Regions from separate parts of the Zea mays genome. Here region 2 is linked to region 1. A link is a contact called in public Hi-C data. All regions are on one chromosome and are shown on one strand. The core of a region is the stretch at or near the end of the contact, and the rest is flanking DNA. Distances in the headings are between cores, read along the strand shown. Region 1 holds the start of LOC100275618. Region 2 holds the start of LOC103638954 (cortical cell-delineating protein-like).

What was found. A called contact is a pair of places that touch in the nucleus more often than the background predicts.
Region 2: a contact with region 1 is called in a Hi-C map of leaf mesophyll, with 2.2 times the contacts expected there. The contact joins the promoter of LOC103638954 here to the promoter of LOC100275618 in region 1. A contact is called at or near these places in 2 of 25 Hi-C or Micro-C datasets (ear and leaf mesophyll).

Annotation. Positions count from the first base shown.
Region 1 is chr9:122,222,030-122,224,847 of Zm-B73-REFERENCE-NAM-5.0, forward strand. LOC100275618 reads right to left here and starts at 1,482. Exons shown (of 4, transcript NM_001149666.2): 1 at 1,120-1,482; 2 at 738-827; 3 at 338-653. The coding sequence starts at 827.
Region 2 is chr9:122,462,447-122,465,264 of Zm-B73-REFERENCE-NAM-5.0, forward strand. LOC103638954 (cortical cell-delineating protein-like) reads left to right here and starts at 1,446. Exons shown (of 1, transcript XM_008661740.2): 1 at 1,446-2,215. The coding sequence starts at 1,560. The coding sequence ends at 1,949.

The DNA.
Region 1 (2,818 bases), core at 232-2,731:
TCTCTAGAGGGAAAAACCGTCTAAGTAGTCAAATGACATTGATCTTGTTCTTCAAAACTCAATTACCGCCAGTAGTCAGAAGATACATAACAACTTTAGCTATCTATGTAACTGTCTGATGACAGTGAACAAACAGTGCGGCAATAGCATCCTCTTGATCAAGCATTCATTAATTGAGCTCTACATCCGTTTTTCAACAAAGGCTCAACTTATCGGCACATATGCATGAGAAATCAATAGTCATAAAATAGGTCGTACAAGATAACAGCAACATGCTTGCATCTAAGTAGTTCTGAAACATGTTAGCACAAGACACAAAGGTTAAATAGACACTCACCAACACTTACGCGCGATGTCTTCCAGTCTCTACACAACTGAAGAGACTCTGCAAGTGAGTTGTTCTGTGGAGAAACATCCTGAGACTTGCCATTTTGGTTGGCAAGGTTGCCAAGGCCAGAGCAACCGATAGCTTCCACGGCATCACCATAAACCGATGGCTTCTCCAAGTCAATCACTTCGCGATAAGCATCAGATTTCCTCCGGATTGAACTCCTAACATCTGAACTCAGTTCCACAATTCCGGACAACGATTTACGTTTATTGTAGTTGGTGGAAACTTCTTGGGTTTGATTGCGCTTCGAACCCAAGTTCATCTGGGGCACCAAAAACCCTTACTTTAGCAAGATAAAAATAGAGCAATTTACATGGGAGGAAAAAAATCTAGCTATTCTCCTCACCAGCTTATGCTCATGAACAGAGTGCAGGCTACTAAGTGAACTGCTAGACTGCTTCCAGAAAGAAGCATAAAACTTATTCAGATCCTCCATCTGCAAAAAGGATATCGCATCACATTCATGTTCGTCGCAACCCAAAGGAACCTCGCAATCCAATTTTACCAAAGTTTGTTAACCCTACCTCAGCAGCTTACAAGCATAAACACGAAACCGACCTTAATTTGGCAACTAACCAAATCTCCCTATCCTTTTCTTTTGGTTGTCTCCGTGAAGAACAACCGCTTCCTAGCTACCGAAGCAACAGGAGAAGCTCTAATACATACATAAAACAGGAAAACATAAAAGGAGAGATTATTGCGCATAATAAACAGGGAGAAAAGGAAACCTTTCCGTTGGATATTTCTTTGTCGCGCCTCCCCTCGTCGAACTCCGTCTCGGATCTTCTGATTTTTTTCGCGGCTGGATACTGGTGCAGACGGCTGCCCGTAGCGCCAGCCGTCAGCACAGCCCCAGCGGCTTCTTTCTTTCTTTTTTTTTCCGTCTTCTTTCCTGTTTCTCTCTCGGCTCACATGCCTTTTTTCACCTGCCTTGATTTACTGCTGCATGGGCAGTGGGAGATGGGGATCTAATCTTTTCTAGGGCTCTGCGAACCTGTCGTTGCCGCTTGCATATGCAAGGAAGGAGCGAGGTGAGGTTGGGGACCGAGATGTGTCAAATCTGCCACTTTGTGGTCAAGAATCACAATTCCGGAGGAGGAAGTAGGTGTTGTTGGGTGTTACTGGTATTTCCTATTAAAACATGTGCATGGATATATCTGGCTCAAATGATCAAATCTGCGTTCCGAAAGCCACTATAGCTCATAATCTCTGTCGTCAACTATTTTTTTTCGTCTCAAAAAAAGGTATATCTGCAGTTTAGTTACTTTTTATGTGTTCCTTTGGATTTGTACCTTCAACACTGGTAGTGATGGCTGATGGTACGGTCCACCGCAACAAATACTACATGGTACGCAGGCGCAGTACATTAGGGAAAAGCTGGTGCACCCTATTAATTTTTAGTCAAGTGGTATTGAATGTTTAAATACTAGTTAGATGTATTAAATATAATCTAAATACAAAACTAATTATATGGATGAGGACTAAATGGTAAAACAAGTTTTAAATTTAATTAATACATGATTCGATCATGTGACCTATAATAATGTTTACTGATTATGAATTACTTAGGGTTAAAAAAATTCTCACGTCATTTAATCTTGACTTGTGTAATTAGTTTTATAATTAAACTACATCTAATATTTATAATAGATATTTAAATATTTAATATATCACGGGCTAAACTTTAGATCCTACTACCAAACAGCTGGCATAGGCGAATACCGGAATAGTATCTCTGAACAGATTTTAAGCGTCGCCCTGAAAAGCCAATCGTGTTTTGTCCCCTCAGCTCCTGATGCTTCGCAGAGTGGACGATCCATATAATAATTCTTCTGGCCCACAGACAGAACCAGGTCCATCGTCCTTTTTTATTTTATTTATAGCAGAAAAGGCTGTGAAGTGTCACGTACACGTACTCACGTAAAAAAATTATTGTACATTGAAACTGGAGAACTTTCCACGTTCCAAACGAAGGCTGACCTCTCGATCTAGTCCATTCAGAATTTCAGATGGAACGTACCTGCTGCGTAATCCACAATCTATGTACCGCAAACTTCAGAGTTTCATATCCTAGTCATCTACTCATCTCAGTATATCTCTATGCTATGTAGCCGCATAAAACATGTTGCACGGTAGACAATACTTTTTATAGAGTGGATTTTAAAATAAAAGGTGGAATATAAGAACCGCTGAAGATAGCTTAATACCTAGAAGATCTAAAGATTTGTTATATATACTATTAAAGCGTCTCCAACAATGTCTAAAACTGGTGTCTTAAATTAAAACATATGACTCTATGTAGAAAAAATTACTCCAACAATGACTAATTTTATAAAATTTGATAAAAAAAAATTATAAAACAATCTCTCAAGTACCTCAAAAATAATAGATCGTAGTGGAATGCCATATAAACTAGATTTATGACTT
Region 2 (2,818 bases), core at 196-2,695, 240 kb after region 1:
ATTGTACTTCCACGGCTCCATATGCATCCACCGCATCAGGGCATAAATTCCTCGATGAACCAAAATCATCAAGAAAAAAGAAAAAATCGTCTAGAAAGTATTTCTTGAGAGATGACTATCAAACAATAATGGCCGCTAGATATAGAGAGCAAGCGAAAATTGACTAATCCTTTGGCAGTTTGGATTTCTGGCACTAAAAAAATACAAGGAAATTTCTGTTGGTTTGGTGTAGCGTTCGCTCCGAGCTAGCTCTGCGGCGTTCGCTAGCAAACACACACACAGGCAGCGAACTGCAAAATATCAGGCACGAACCACGCAAGGTTGCTTCGCGATCAACGACTAGGCGTCACGGGTGATAGTATGAGAACACATCGTCACATGCAACCCAGCTGGAGTAGTGTGGGACTGCCCATACATGCGACTTCAAGCCGACTCGATCGGTTGATGATTTCAGAGTCACACTTCTTCATCATTTCGCAACTAAATGTATATTAATTAGCGGAGAACTTCCATCAGATCCGATCATGCACGAACATCGGTGTTCTTGCTAGCACAACCGGCAGGCAAAATAACGAAATAATCAACCAGAATCACACGACACACATCTGCATGATTTTTATTCAGTGAATACGAAGTAATCAACCAGAATCAACAAGAACGGAAAGCGGGTAGCGTTTTGTTCAATCGTCTATATGAAAGGTCAGTAAATACATGATTTTTTATTGACCACCATAGACTTAAGAAAACTGCTAGTAAAGATACATCTGCATGCACTGATGGTTTATAGTAGCCATGGGCTCGTAGTTTTCATTTCTACTAGTGCATGTATATTATAAACTGCCATTTAAAAATCGTAAGTGCCAGCGAAAATCAATTGTGTGCTAGCTACTAGCTAGTAGTGGTGCTTAAGTTGATCATACATTCATTCAGTGAACACCGAAACATGTGAAAGAAGAGCGTCTTAACCTATTTACAGGTCAACAGCGCATACCTCTAAATTAAAAGTAAACCTGAGATTTACCAAAATTCAGTGTCTACGATATGATTTTTTCTACCTCGTAAAGTTATAATCAGTGTGATAGATCCTTTTATATCCCTTTATGATGTACACCGGTAAGGCAATTAAGTAAAACGTGTCAAGTAGTAAATATATATAAGTTGGCAACTCACGAGATGCATGGCAGGAGTCCTGACCCATCACGGGCTATAGCTATAGCTCTTGTTACGTGAATTCAGCATGATTGCTCAACTTGATTCTGTATTTCCACATGGGGAACAATTGGCATATCTCCCGCTAATAACTGGCGCGTTCAGATACAACCATGCAATGACCAGATCGATCGAATCACACACACACATGCATTGGAGCATTCATGTGCGAATGCCGCCAAGCACGAAAGCATCTCCCTCCACACCATCCATCAGCTATAAAAACCAAGCCAAACACCCTGTGAAAACCATCCCAAAGAGCACGCAGCGCAGCACTGAAGCACCACTTCCTGCACTCACTGCTAGCTGCTCACACCGTGCTAGTAACAGTCCATCACCAGTCACCACCAATGGCTCCCAAGGTTGCGCTCTTCCTTGCCCTCGGCCTTCTCTTCGCTGCCGCCGCGAATGGCTGCGAACCCTACTGTCCCGGCCCAGTCGTCCCAACGCCGCCAGTCGTGCCGACGCCGTCGTCGCACAGCCACGGCCGCTGCCCGATCGACGCGCTCAAACTCAAGGTGTGCGCCAACGTGCTAGGCCTCGTCAAGGTCGGCCTGCCCCAGCACGAGCAATGCTGCCCACTGCTGGAGGGGCTGGTGGACCTCGATGTCGCACTGTGCCTCTGCACCGCCATCAAGGCCAACGTCCTCGGCATCCACCTCAATATGCCCCTTAGCCTCAACCTCATCCTCAACAACTGCGGCAAGATTTGCCCGGAGGACTTCACTTGCCCCAACTAATTGAGCTGAATATGGAGATAAAACCAGCATCCAAGGAATGTACCCCTTAATATTCGATCTCGCGATTCTGATTGTGACTTGATCATCATCACTGTTTATCTATTTTTATATTTTATACTTAATTATCAATAAGAAACATTCACATTTTTTGTTTTGAGAAAGAGGGCAAAATATGTGCACCATTACTGTTTTAGAACAATCGTGTTCTCTGTCTCCCTGAGGAGTTTTCCGGGAGGTATCTATAAGACAGAACGAGCGTTGATCAATAAATCTCGTTGCCCTCCTAGTCAGTCAGAATCTTCCTTTGTTGCATATCTAGCTAGGTGGCATGCAGCGTACACGTGACGGGGGAGATGCCTCTCGACCTCTTAATAAAGTCGGATTAAAACAAGTCTATGGACATATCAATATAATTAAAGAGTTAATTAAATAGACACTACAAAATCGAGTGAAATGTTGAGCTATTACAGTGGTGGCAGCGACCTCTCCTTCAGTTCAAAAGGTATCAGTTGACAAAAAGATTGAGAAAGTGTAGGATAAGATCCAGTTGGTATATATGATCTTTATGTGTACATGAAATTCAATATCCGTGTGATTGGTGGTGCGCGTCCGAGCGTGCAAAACTCATTTGTTTCAAAAATCCCATGGACCAGTATGTTTGGTTGCTTGAATATGTTCTTGGGCCAGGCAGTGTTCATGCAAAAGGTTGGCCTCAGCCAGGCCCATGGGATACGCCCAAAGACTGCGTTCTTCATGAGCCTTGTTGTGCTCATCACTGGCTAGACCCTCCTCATCCCCGAGGCTGCATCAGCGTGTGATAGGGTTTCTCATTTGTAGCTGTCACTGTCGAGGTTTCCCTCTCCCGCATC